Regions from separate parts of the Anas platyrhynchos genome. Here regions 1 and 2 are each linked to region 3. The links are chromatin contacts, called in public Hi-C maps. All regions are on one chromosome and are shown on one strand. The core of a region is the stretch at or near the end of the contact, and the rest is flanking DNA. Distances in the headings are between cores, read along the strand shown. Region 1 holds the start of FZD4 (frizzled class receptor 4). Region 2 overlaps TMEM135 (transmembrane protein 135). Region 3 overlaps TMEM135 (transmembrane protein 135).

What was found. Hi-C and Micro-C count contacts between places; a contact is called where the count stands out from the background.
Region 1: a Hi-C map of F5 follicle shows a contact between it and region 3, with 2.8 times the contacts expected there. The contact joins the promoter of FZD4 here to the enhancer-like site in region 3. A contact is called at or near these places in 3 of 8 Hi-C or Micro-C datasets (F5 follicle, small yellow follicle and subcutaneous adipose tissue).
Region 2: a contact with region 3 is called in a Hi-C map of F5 follicle, with 2.6 times the contacts expected there. The contact joins two enhancer-like sites. A contact is called at or near these places in 2 of 8 Hi-C or Micro-C datasets (F5 follicle and small yellow follicle).

The regions. Positions count from the first base shown.
Region 1 is chr1:199,312,054-199,316,374 of IASCAAS_PekinDuck_T2T, forward strand. It overlaps FZD4 (frizzled class receptor 4), which reads left to right and starts at 2,123. Exons shown (of 2, transcript XM_005027767.6): 1 at 2,123-2,465; 2 at 3,310-4,321. The coding sequence starts at 2,196.
Region 2 is chr1:199,146,222-199,150,517 of IASCAAS_PekinDuck_T2T, forward strand. All of the region lies in intron 6 of TMEM135 (transmembrane protein 135), which reads right to left. Among named protein-coding and RNA genes, the nearest start is that of TMEM135, 150 kb to the right of the region's middle. Within about 2 kb of position 1,255, at least 2 of the 8 cell types and tissues checked have an H3K27ac peak or open chromatin away from gene starts, as enhancers often do. A contact at or near this core is called in F5 follicle and small yellow follicle, where this site is marked.
Region 3 is chr1:199,243,004-199,247,837 of IASCAAS_PekinDuck_T2T, forward strand. The region is part of intron 4 of TMEM135 (transmembrane protein 135); the gene reads right to left. Among named protein-coding and RNA genes, the nearest start is that of TMEM135, 49 kb to the right of the region's middle. Within about 2 kb of position 1,893, at least 4 of the 8 cell types and tissues checked have an H3K27ac peak or open chromatin away from gene starts, as enhancers often do. A contact at or near this core is called in F5 follicle and small yellow follicle, where this site is marked.

The DNA of each region.
Region 1 (4,321 bases), core at 873-3,372, 69 kb after region 3:
GTGCTCTTGTTTTGAAAACTAATTCCCATTATCTAAAAGACTTTCCAAAGCAAATATAACAGCGTAGCACTTTCTAATATTTATTTTGTGTTCCCAAAGAAAAAGCAATAGTGGTAGTTATTTCTTTTTGGAGGGGGCATATGATGGTTCTTTTTCTAAAACAATACTTGTGTACCACTGCAGCTTTAAAATGTCCCCCTGTCCCTCTTTTGAGTCAAAGGACTGGATCCACTGGCAGAGGAATAGGTAGCAGGCAAATTGATTAATGGGAATTAGGCAAAGGTCTACGCTGGTAGCAGCCAACGCTGCTTCAGTGCCTAATTGCTGCAGAAGACTGCAAATGAAAAGGCTTTTCATATAGTAAGATGAAGATTCATAGTTTTAAGGTCACCATGATCCTCCTCCCTCCAGTCATCTTTCCTACATAATTTGGACCAAAACAGAACATACCAAACCAAAACAAAAAAGCAGGAGGCAGAGACTCTCATGGGATTATTTTATTTTTTTTTTTTTTGAGTGTTTGCCTGTATGAACTACAGAATGTCCAGCACCCATTCCCGTCTGATTCAGATCATAAACTTGGTGGGGCTGGGAACAGCTTGGCGGACATTTGCAGCACACTGTGTGCATTCACAGCATTATCGCCGACCGAGATTAGCAGTGGAGCGCTGCTAGTCACAGAAGGCAATGCTTATGAGTAAATATGGACCTCAACAGGCTGAGCTGCTGACTACATTGTAGCCTCATTGCACGACCTTGGGACTGCAGCACTGTCTGCCTCTGTGTTTAAAAAGTTAAGATAATATGACTTGTCTGCCTCGCGAGGATTTTGTAAGACTGCAGTCATTGTTTATCAGAACTGGTTATAAACTATCACGGTGATGAGAGCTTTGTAAATACCTGTGCTCATGAAACCTTGGTTAAAACACCTCATGCTAGAAGGAGACCACTCATTGCAGCACGGCCACACACATATGGATGCACGGCTCTTGGCAATGGCCGTGCTCGGGACACCCACATATGTCACACACTGTACACACACACACACAGCCAAGCCAGAGGTCATTTAACCGGGGCTTTACAAACATTTTCAAAGCGCTTTACAAACAATTTCATTAATAGATGACATATTTTTGCTAAAGGCACAACCAGCCCAACCCGATTTTATTACAGGTGTAAACAACGCTGAGTTGAAGTGTGAGCCTCATGTGTCTGCTCTTAATCCCGGGGACACCCTACAGCTCTGCTCAATTTCCCTTCAAAATTCATGAACCATACATCTGTACTTAGGAGAGGTAGACAAACCCTACACCCATATGTGTTTAGGAGAGGTATATAAATCCTACATCCGTATGTGTTTAGGAGAGGTTCACAAACCCTACATCCATACATGCTTAGGAGAGACACACAAACCCTACATCCTTGTGTGTTTAGGAGAGGTGCTCAAACTCTACATCCTTATATATTTAGGAGAGGCACACAAACTCTACATCTGTGTTTAGGAGAGATATACCAACACCACGAAGTGCTTGGAAAGGCACCCTAGGTTTCTCTCTCCCCTTGAAGGTCCACCACCACCCAGGTGTGACCAGATTTACGGGTGGAGGAGGTGTTGGGAGAAAAGGTGGCAGCTTGGAGACCTGCCCTGTGGCCTGGCGAGGGCGAGGAAGGAGAGGAGGGAGAGGAGGCTGATGGCTCAGCCCAGCCTGCCCCTGGGGAGCCAGGCCTGAGCCTGGGCACCTCGGGGTGCCCCTCTCAGGCCCTGCCGCTGCCCTCCACCGGTGTGGGGACATCGGGGACCCATCCCCGGGTCACCGAGCCCGGGGGGAGGCATGGCAGGGCCGCTCGCTGCTCACAGCGGGGTCGCCGCGCATGAAGGAGGGGGAAAACTCCTGAGGCTCCGCAGGGCCGAGGGGCTCCGGGGTGGCTCCGGGGGGGGCTCCGCAGGGCACCCAGCGGGGCTCTCCCCCCGGGCCGGGGCTGTGGCTGTGCCCGCCCCGGGAGGCTGGGAGGAGGCCGGGGCTCGGGGAGGCGCCGTCCCCTCCCCTGGGCAGTTTCTCGGCGCGGCGGTTTAAGAGCAGAGCCGCCCCCGGCCCCTCCCCGTTGGAGCCGGCCCGGGCGGCACGGCGCGGCCGGGGCCGGAGCCGGGGCCGGGGGCAGGTGGGGGGCCGGGGGGGGGGGGGTGGGTCTCGGCCATGGCACGGTGCTGTGGTGGCGGTGGTGGCAGGGGGGCGGCCGGGCGGCTGCTGGCCCTGCTGCTGGCCCTGCAGCTCGGCGGGACGCGGGGCTTCGGCGACGAGGAGGAGCGGCGCTGCGACGCCATCCGCATCGCCATGTGCCAGAACCTGGGCTACAATGTCACCAAGATGCCCAACCTGGTGGGCCACGAGCTGCAGGCGGACGCCGAGCTGCAGCTCACCACCTTCACCCCCCTCATCCAGTACGGCTGCTCCAGCCAGCTCCAGGTGGGTCCCAACCCCTCAAAAAACTCCCAAATCTCTCCCCAAACCCCCTTCTCCAGAACCGGGAGCCGGGCGTTGTGCTGACATTTCCCCCATGTCCCCCGCTGCAAAACCTGGAGGGAGCGGGCTGCAGCACAAGGCAGCGCTGTGTGGGCTTCCTAAGGGGGGAAAAAAAGGGGTCCTGCCGTGCCCAGCCTGCAGGGACACCCCCACGGCAGCAGCCAGCTTGGACCCCGGGTCCCCAAATCCCTGAAGCCCCCCCGGTGTGGCTACAGCCCCCCAAAATCGCCGTGTTTCCAAAGCTGAGCGAGCGGCAGCGTTTTATGGCCGGTGCGAACCCGTCGGTGGCCCGATGGTGAAAGAGAAGCGCGTTCTTCCAGGAGGATCACAAACCCAAGTGATTCAGTAAATGCCTTTCCTTCTGTTTGTTTGCTAGCCGTGATATCCAGGCAGTGCCTTGAACAAAAATATGTATTTGTTTAAACCGCTTTAAAATATACTTTTTTTTTTCTTCTTCTTTCCTAAATTGCACCCTTGAGGTTTACATCTGGCTAAATCCCACTCGCTTTATTGAAAGTGATGGGCTAAATTTGCATGGGGCTAATCTGGGGAGTGAAACGTTCAGGCTTTGGCTTCGGACCACACTTGAACTGAAAGAAGGCAGCATTTTTAGGGTTTTTTCTCCTAAGTTTTTATTGTTCTTGGTTTATTTGTTTTATGCTGCTTCCTGTTTTTTAAGGCAAGGGACCAAAAATTACTGCTAAAAAGGCAAAAAGGAAAACTTGTTATGTTTTGACCTGTTGAATTTTCTCCTAACACGCTTGTGATTTCTGTTTCTCTCTTCCAGTTCTTCCTTTGTTCAGTCTATGTCCCGATGTGCACAGAGAAGATTAACATCCCTATAGGTCCCTGTGGTGGCATGTGCCTCTCTGTCAAAAGAAGATGTGAACCTGTTTTAAAAGAATTTGGATTTGCCTGGCCGGACAGCCTGAACTGCAGCAAATTCCCACCCCAGAACGATCACAATCACATGTGCATGGAGGGCCCGGGAGATGAAGAGGTTCCCCTTCATAGCAAGACATCCTTGCAGCCCGGAGAAGAGTGCCACAGCATGGGATCCAATTCTGATCAGTACATCTGGGTCAAGAGGAGCCTGAACTGCGTCCTCAAGTGTGGCTACGATGCTGGGCTCTACAGCAGGTCAGCGAAGGAATTCACAGATATCTGGATGGCCGTGTGGGCTAGTCTTTGCTTCATATCAACTGCGTTCACAGTCCTGACCTTCCTGATTGATTCATCCAGATTTTCCTACCCGGAGCGCCCAATCATATTTTTGAGCATGTGCTACAATATTTATAGCATTGCTTATATTGTGAGGCTAACTGTGGGCCGGGAAAGGATATCCTGTGATTTTGAAGAGGCAGCAGAACCTGTTCTTATCCAAGAAGGTCTTAAGAACACAGGATGTGCTATAATTTTCTTGCTGATGTACTTTTTCGGGATGGCTAGCTCCATCTGGTGGGTTATTCTGACATTGACGTGGTTTCTGGCCGCAGGACTCAAGTGGGGCCATGAGGCTATAGAAATGCACAGTTCGTATTTCCACATTGCAGCCTGGGCTATCCCTGCAGTGAAGACCATTGTCATTTTGATTATGAGACTGGTAGATGCAGATGAGCTCACTGGCCTGTGCTACGTTGGGAACCAGAACCTGGATGCGCTGACGGGCTTTGTTGTTGCTCCGCTTTTTACCTACCTGGTTATTGGAACTTTATTCATTGCAGCTGGGTTAGTGGCCTTATTTAAAATCAGGTCTAATCTTCAGAAAGATGGAACTAAAACTGACAAACTGGAAAGAC
Region 2 (4,296 bases), core at 5-2,504, 97 kb before region 3:
AATAGAAAGTTGCATCACCAGAAAAAAAAAAAAAAAAAAAAGAGTTTGAGAAACTGCTCGTAAAAGTTGGAATGATGTAACGCAAAGGCCAAGCCTACGGGACACAGCTCTGGGGTGGGGTGTCACCACCTTTGCAACAGACTTCTGATCCTTTCCTACTCTTATAATCACTTAAATGTGGCCTCTGAAAAACGACAAAAAAAAAACTAATGCTTCTGATTTTGATTTTTTTTTTTTACAAGAGCAAAAACCATGAACTCCATGCCACAAACGTGGGCAATCGCCAGGGAAAACACAGAATCCCCCCAAAATTGTGAAGAAAGTAATATTCATTTTAATTAGGTGCCACAAAACACTTTCTGTGATTAAGTAATTTAACTTAGTGAAATGAGATGGTATTTATGAATATAACCTTTCCAAAATTATTGCTGGGAGTTTGCTGCTGCTGCTGTTCTTGTTTACAAGTTCAATAAATCCTCCTACAATTCTTTTGCTCTGCAAACACATAAGCAATGCTTACAACTACTGTGCAGAGCCCGTAGCCAAGTGCTGACAATCTCACTACACGGAGACTGCCAGAGTGTTTGGGCTTTCTCACGGAGTGCCACTTCTTGGGCTGGCTGAGTTTCATGAAGTTAGCACCTCTCTGTCGTGGTTTAACCCGGCCAGCAGCTAAACACCACGCAGCCGTTCGCTCACCCTCCCCCCTCCCTCTCTGGGACGGGGGAGAGAAATGGAAAGTGAAGCCCGTGAGTTGAGATAAAGACAGTTTAATAAGACAGGAAAATAATAATAACAAAATAATAATAACAATAATAACAATAATAATAATATGGTGATAATAGGGAAATAATAATAATATGTACAAACAAGTGATGCACAATGCAATTGCTCACCACCCGCTGACCGATGCCCAGCCTAACCCCGAGCAGTCCGGCCCCCTCCCCCCGGCTAGCCACCCCTATATATTGTTTAGCATGACGTCAGATGGTATGGAATACCCCTTTGGCTAGTTTGGGTCACCTGTCCTGGGTCTGTCCCCTCCCAGCTCTTACTGCACCTCCAGCCTGCCCGTTGGCAGGGCAGAGCAAAAGGCTGAGATGTCCTTGGCTTAGTATAAGCACTGCTCTGCAACAATTAAAGCATCGGGGTGTTATCAGCACTCTTCTCATCCTAAGCCAAAACACAGCATTCCACCAGCTACTAGGAAGAAAATTAATTCTGTGCTAACTGAAACCAGGACACTCTCTTTATCTCATTTTCTCTCAGGGTTATTTCCAGTGCCTCCACGGTGCAAAATGTGAACATGTGGACAGAATACAACTCAGGAAATCAGAAACCATAAGTCTAACATGTATGTATTGATATCTCATGATGCTTAGTTAGTCAGACAGCTTCCGAGGGAGGCACTGTCATGCTTTTTTGCTTGTTTGTTTGATTTCAGGGGTGTTGGTTTTCAAACTTTGAGACTGCATGGAATTTCCATTGCATTTTATCTGCACAGAGAACTCTGGGCGCTGGCTAACTCCTATGTACTCACACACTGCAGCCAGAAAAAAAAATACGGCATTTAGATCAATGAAAGAAATATCAGCCTCAATTTCCACGCTGTGCAAGTAAGATATGTCATGGTGTGTTATGAGCATTTAGTCTACTTCTCCAGTGGACCACTGAAATTAAACCAGGCAGCTGAGCAAATGCAGCCACGCCAAAAATACAATCCAGTGAGACTGCACCACCGAAAAATAACATTAGAAAACTTCTGCTACTTTTTTAACCCCATTTGCATATAGAAACTATATGTTGTGGTTCTTCATTGATATGTTAAATATGGATATGTTAAATACGCATGTGATTACATGCTTTTCCATTTCTAGAATGCTTCATCAAAATATCCATCTACATATGACTGAAGTGCCTTTTCCTAAAGCCTATGATTAATCGAGTATTTAACATCCACTGATGAGATTTCAGCACAATGAAAAAGTTGTCAATGATATTTGATAATGGGAACGGGGCTCTAAAGTTTGAACTATACCTTGTTTTACCTCCATCCAATTTCTTATAAAAGCTTGGAAAGTTTTAAACACAGCATATTCCTCAGCAATTCATCCCCCCAAACACAACAGGAAAAGCGGCTCAGGCAGATTTTGGGCTGTGTGTGAACCTGGGTTTCAGTAACTCTCACAAATATCAATGTCAACTAAAAATACGCAATATTAAAAAGAACACTCATCCTTCCAGAAGTGATTGAGAAGTACGATATACTATCCTGATGCAACTTTGGGAACCAGAATTAATGTCCACTTCAGCGGGAATAAGATGATATAAGTAGAGAAAGCATGGTATGGTATTTCTAACCTTCAATTGCCTTTTAAAAGATTTATAGGGAATGATAAACATTTAAAATAGCCCACAAACTAGATGGAAATGAGTATTATTAACCCCAGTTCAGTTTGTGAGATTTTATAGAAACATTATCTCCTCTCACCATTTCTCAACTATTTTAAACATCTATTACCTTTAACTAGCTGAGATAAAAAAGTTGACACCACGCTAGGAAGCCAGAACTTAAACGTTACAAATGTAAAATTACTTGGCAAAGCAAATAAGCAACGTTAACAAAGCAGAAACAAGCCATCCAGAAGTTCTGGCTAGTATTTTCTACAGGGAAGGCATGCCAGAACCTCTAAGGTAGAGCCAAAGCTCATTTTAGGTCTATAAGTCAAAGACTGAATGCAAATCACTTGCATATGCTAACATATCACCACCGTTGCTGAGAAATAATGTCAGAAAATCCTTAATGTTAACTCTTTTTTAGTCAGAAAACCTCTACTCTTGAATAGCTTCTAAAACACATTAAGCACAGCCATCATCAAGCTGCATCTTTGCAGCTACCACCAGTCCAGTAACTCCAAAGAAAAAAGTATGTCTAAATTCCCAAGCAATTAATACGACAAACACGAATTAATATGACAAATACGAATTCTTTTCCTTGTGCCTTTTCTTGTTGCTTTCTTGCAATGTATCAAGTTTGAGGCCAGTTTCTGAGAGAAGTTATTACTGGCAAAGATGGGGATCTTCTTTTTATCGCTACCAAGGAAGGCGGTTGAGTTTCCTACCAAACTACGGCACTGGGGTTTCTTGCTACTGAACACATCCTTACTTCATCCCCTTGAGGCAGTCCTGCAGACAGCTCTTGGAGGGTACATCTACATCATCAGAGCAGCTTCCCATGGATCTTTCTGCCAAGTGAGCTGTGGCCTAGCTGAAGCCCTCCCGTCCATGTCACCATCACACTGCGCATGGGTGAGTGGGTCCTACTGCAAAGAGCAGGGATGAAACCAGTCCTGAAAACTGGGTTAGCACAACCTGCCTCTGCTGGGCCACAGACACACAGCAAGTCAACTGAAATTAACTCTTGTGTCTCCATCAAAGACCTACCTCACACAAAATGGACACGTCACTGGAAAATCCCAGAAAGTTGGTCTTTTATTGGAGATAGGGCCTAACCCTGCAAGCTTTTGCTATTTTGGGAAAAAGATCTTAAATTCAAGATAAGCATAGGTAATGAGCATAACTAATAGCATACTTGTGAAGTGTTCACATCTGCTTTTGCTGACTAATAAATACGTAGCATCATCTTCATCTTCCCAGCGGCAAATCATCTCATTGCTAGAGGACAATCACAGAACGAGTAGGAACCAGAGTTCTGCCCGTAGGAGGGGAAAAGGTAACATAACTTCAGGATGTTTTAGATGAGATATTTTTAGTAAAGACAAAGTTAAACAATAAGTATCATACAGCCAGAAAAGGAGGAATTAGACAAAACTACAATTCAACTGCCTTCCTAAGGAGGAAGGTGCCTACTGTGAGAAACCAACGTACGTAAACAGGCATTGAGAGCACCTGGAAGACAGTCATGAGGATGTGTAACAATCAACACACAATTATCCAGAAACATAAATAAGACGTGCTTAGCATTGTGTAACACTTTGTGACTGGAGAAGAAATGCAGTATGTGTCATACACTACTGATTTGAATCCTGTTTTGGACCCTGAAACATGTGACAATTTCTCTTAAAAACAATCAGGGAAGCACAATCTAATGGAAAGCATTCGTAGTGAATACAAAACTGGTCAGACGAGCAGTGAGAGAGCGGTTATCAGCAGCTTCCTGACAAACTGGAAAGATGTACCAAGTGCTACTCCACAAGCACCTCTCCTGGATGTCTGCAAGTCAATAATTTCAGCGGGGAGACAGATGACAGAGCAAAAGGAGGCCTTTTACATTTG
Region 3 (4,834 bases), core at 643-3,142:
TATTCATGCTAGGGATGGGTGTCTGGGAGCTCTTCATAACCTGAAGTTAAACATTCCTTTAATCCCAGTTACTGACTAGCAAAAAGTCATCTAACATTAACAGTATTTCTGATACAGAATTTTGCATAAGATAAAAAAGACAGAAGTTTTATCTGAGAGAGAAGTTTCAAAACAGATTTGTAATACTGACATTTTGGGTAATTCTAGAAAGTCAAACAAGTAGCTGCTCACTGTAAAAGATCTCGTTAAAGGAGCGTAAAAATAAGTATTGCATTGAGCGTTTAACAAGATACACTGGAAAGCTCAAAAATGCAAAGCAGCTTTGCATAGAAAGCAAGAGACAAAGTATTAAATGTTTTCTCTGACTCTTGCCAAACGTCCTGCTCTGAAGTGATGGATGAGGTTTCCTGAGGCTAAGATGCCAGAGCCAATTAGCCATGTCAATCCACAAGAGCGCCAGCTGCCAGGATCTAACTTTATTACTGTATTACTTAAAAGTGAAGACATCAGCAGTGTTTAAGTTCACATGACTCCTAATTTTAAAGCCTGCCTCCTAAAGACTTCACGTGGGGTTAGTGACAATGACCTTAAGTTTCAACCTTTTAAAGCCATCCTAGAGAGCCATCAGTTATCCATAATTTGATTACGTGAAGTATTCTGTTAATCAAATTAGTCCACATTATGCTCTATTTGAAGGAGAGTAAGACTGCAGCATATTTCTCTTCTCATATGAGTTTTATGTAAAGTTTATATTTAAAAGTAGCAATTTATTTCAATTTGCCTGTTTTGGTTGCCAAACTGCCTATCCCACAGAACATGATATGTGTAAAGTATATAGCTTACCCATTTATGGCATCTAATTCTGAATTCCAAAATAAAAATTTTGGAAAGTGTTTTGAGCATTTATCTACTAGAATAAAACATGCCTAAGTCTTTGATTATTTGAAAACATCTGCATTTAATTTCTAAGCAAGGAGCTTGGAAATGTTGATCATACAATACACTTCCCTGCACAGTCACCAAAATAAACTCAAGGATTCCATGAAAGGGTAAAAATTTTCTTCTGCTTAGGTGCCTGTGGAATAGATTTGAACATTACTGTCAGGCATTAAAGAGTAACCATTTCTTTTGAGTAACTTCATATTCCTCCAAACTACTCGCAAGATTATGTTCCTTTTTTATGTGATGATATTAACATCTTAATAAAAAACATTTCATCCTTTTCCTGCTACTACATTTAACATTTTCTTTACTTTCTCACTCCAGTCTACAATTGGCACATGGTATTAACAGCATCTTTTCTTGAACTGTACCCTGGGGATGCTGAGAGAATGACACAACAGCAGAAACACAATTAAAACAGAGTATGTGATATGAAGGCCACAGAATAAATGTCAGATGAGCTCCATCTGATTATGTCCTCTATAAAATTAAAAAGATGCAAGCTCTTCTTCTACACCCTTTTTCCAGTAAGCTCCAGGCATTAAAGAAACAGAAGTTAGGAAAGAAGCTTTCCTATTAAATGCAGATGATGGAACAGCAGAAAAATACCATTCCTCAACAAAAGGCAGGTCTTATCAAAGAACGTCGCGTGACCTGATACAAATGGAAGTAAACAAATCCTCCCAATGTCCAAAATGCTATTGTTAGAAGCGGGGAATCAGGCCTGTCAAGTGAGCTTCAAAATTAAGATGTGTTAGAGCACACATATTAAAACTGTAGCTTCAGAAAAAACACTGCTGAGTTGATATCGATGTCTAACTTGACACTAGAGAAGACTGGTTTCTTGTTAGTACTAAAACGAGTTTTGACACGCCTGTTAGAAGTTAAGCCTTTATCAACTACAGCCAGCAGCACATCATTATCTGAGGCAGTTTGTCCATGCAACAGCAGAAATTATGCCATGAGTCCTTGAAACTTCTTTTCAGACAACACTAAATACTGACCTTTCTGCTCCTCCCTTACGCAGGCAGCAGTGACAGACACGTACCTCAGTTGAGAGCACTACCACAACATCAGGGGTTTGTCTTCCTCCAGCCAGGCCTGGCCCTAGGATCCGGAGCTCTACCTCGGCGTGGTTTCCAATGAGGAAAAGCAGAGAGCTTCCTTGCAAGCTTTCATACTGCGCTTTTTCCTCTAAGTTAATTAGGAAGTCAAAAGCAGAATATTTAAGTATTCATGCTTTTCTACCAATACATTATAATATTGAGAAAATAATAATTTTGCTACTCTAACAAAAAAGTTATAGTACTTTTTTCTTTCTTTTTGCACATAAGGAGGAACTAAGCAATGGTTCTACTTAAATTGCCACAGTATCAACTCAAAAGCTAATAATGGAAGGAATGAAAAGGCTATCTAGTCTGGGCCACATTAGAGAATAAATATACGTGGTCCCTGCCAGCTGCTGTAACCAAAGCCGCTGTTGCCTCAAAAGAGGGCCGCAGTTAACCATGACAAACCAAGAAAGATGGTGGCAGAAAGACAGCTACACTCCAAGGAGACAAGTGTCTCAAGCATTTATTTGATGCATTTTCAGTTATAGAGGTTACTTCTTAGATGTTAGAAAAGTTAAAAAAATAAAAATCTGTGTATTCATACCTCAGTTGATAAACTAAATAGAGAGGTGAGCTTCCCCATCCCAGCAGTCTTTGTATAATGTTAATAAAAAAGAAATACCATGAAAGCACACAACAAAACTTTAATAACCTAAAAAGAGAAGGGAGTGGGAAAATCCATTTTCCTAGAAACCAGAGCTTCTAAAAACTCTAAAATATTTATTGGGTAAATGTAAATCCATCTGGCCTTCTTCAGCCTGCATTGTCTTCATCTTTTGATTAAAACTGTTGTTCCCAATGGAAAAGGAGTTGGTGCCTTGTTTATAAAATGTCAATTTAGTAAGTTTAAATAGAAAACATTTTTTTGTGTTACAGTAAATAAACTGTGTAACCAAATATAATGGCCTGCCAAAACAAATGGGATATTTCAAATACCTATTATTCCTCAGAATTGTCGTTGAAAAAAGTGACAAGACCTTATTTTTAAGGATATTGCTAATTTGGTATATAATGTTTTATAGTATATAACAGCATTAGGTAACAATTTCTCAAAAGACTTGCAAGTTACACAACATAAATGTGATTTTATAGTCATACCGCACATTACTCAAGGAAAAAAACTTCGATCTGTATTTTCACAGTATCATACATTTAATTGTAACAGGCACAAGGTACTGAAACATTCATAACAACTCATTTGCAAGTTTGTACAGAAAGCACCTGATAAGCTGGTTAGTAAAATCACTCCGGAATGTTCAGTGGCACAGTACTTTTTGTATGCAATTATCTTCATTTACAATATTTCCATTTTGCCTTTAGGCAAATGGAATCAGCAACAGCACAGCCTAAAAGTAGATTTCTGTTGTTGTTGCTGCTTCTCTTGCCATAGCAAGTCTCTGCCCCTTCTTGTGTTCCTTCCCCACAAGGCACAAAACAGTAACAACAAATTTAGTGTACATGGAAAGTGATATTGGAGGGCCCTTGGCCTCAAACATTCTAACCACTTTTTATATTACACTATACTGCAGCTAAGCTTTGTTTGCTGCCGAAGTATACCACGCATCTTAAACTAGACTACTGGTTCTGATTTTTTAAATACTGCAAAGCATGAAGATTTAGCGGTATTTTGAATTGCTATGACTTCCATCCTGTAAGAAAGCATACAAATACCTGGAGTTAAGCTGTGACTAAAGAGCGCTGGAAACTCATTTCTCCATTAGATCCAAGGGGATTTCTTTGCGGATCTGTGCTTCAGCGTTTTTGCTTGCTTCTGGACCAAGTAGCTCAAGCCATAGGAGCACAATACTTGTTCTTTACATTTCTTGCTTGGAGTAAACAAAGGTACAGCCAAAACGAAGCTGGATTTAGACTATTTACATAACTGAAAAACAACTCAACTCTGATACAGCTTTGACTTCTTCAAAAGCAAAACAAACGATTCTCAATTGTACTACCCGTGCTCTATCATACACTGAAACAGAGCAATACCCACTCAAATACTTTTGATCAACTTGTTTTATTCAGTATTTAATGTAAACAGTATTTTTTTATTTATTTATTTTTTTTTTTTAGCTTTAACTGGACTTGAAATACTACTGAAAAAGTATTTCTGTAACAGCAGACACAGGGAAAGGAAGGAGATGGTATGCCCAAATGTAAGAGTACCACAGTAAGCAGGCTCTCAGCCTCAACAGCAGGCCAAGGAACACCCACAGCAGCCCTCAGATTTTCCAAAAAGTATCATAAGTGTACACAGTTTTGAAGGACTTCCCTTTATTGTAGTCTTCTTACACTCCTGGCCATTCTCTCAATATTTCTCTTAATTCATATTATCTGTAACAGGTGATCACTGTTTTACTTTACATCCCGGAAGATGCATTCTTCCTCCGAAATTTTGTTTGAAAGGAAAACGCTTCCCTTTCTTACTCCTGACGACCATGTGGTTCTTGCCTTAAAAACAGTATCTCTTCCTTGGTATATGAGCTCCTATGCTCAATACTTCATCAATGATAGATGCACTGACAACCTACTATCAGCACAGCAGTAAATGCAGTATGGACTTGCCATTTTTCTGTGTAGAATTCATTCAGACGCTATTGCTGACATTTTCTCCAACTCCCATATTCAGGACAGCAACAGCACCCTCTTTGTCTCTCTTTCTCTGGGCTCTTGCTAAATTTTTCTTCATATTCATTGCAGCAAAATTCTTTACTTCCTTTCCCTCCAAACCTATAATTTTCTTCATCATCTGCTTTCTGCTTTAACTAGAGCAGTCTCTA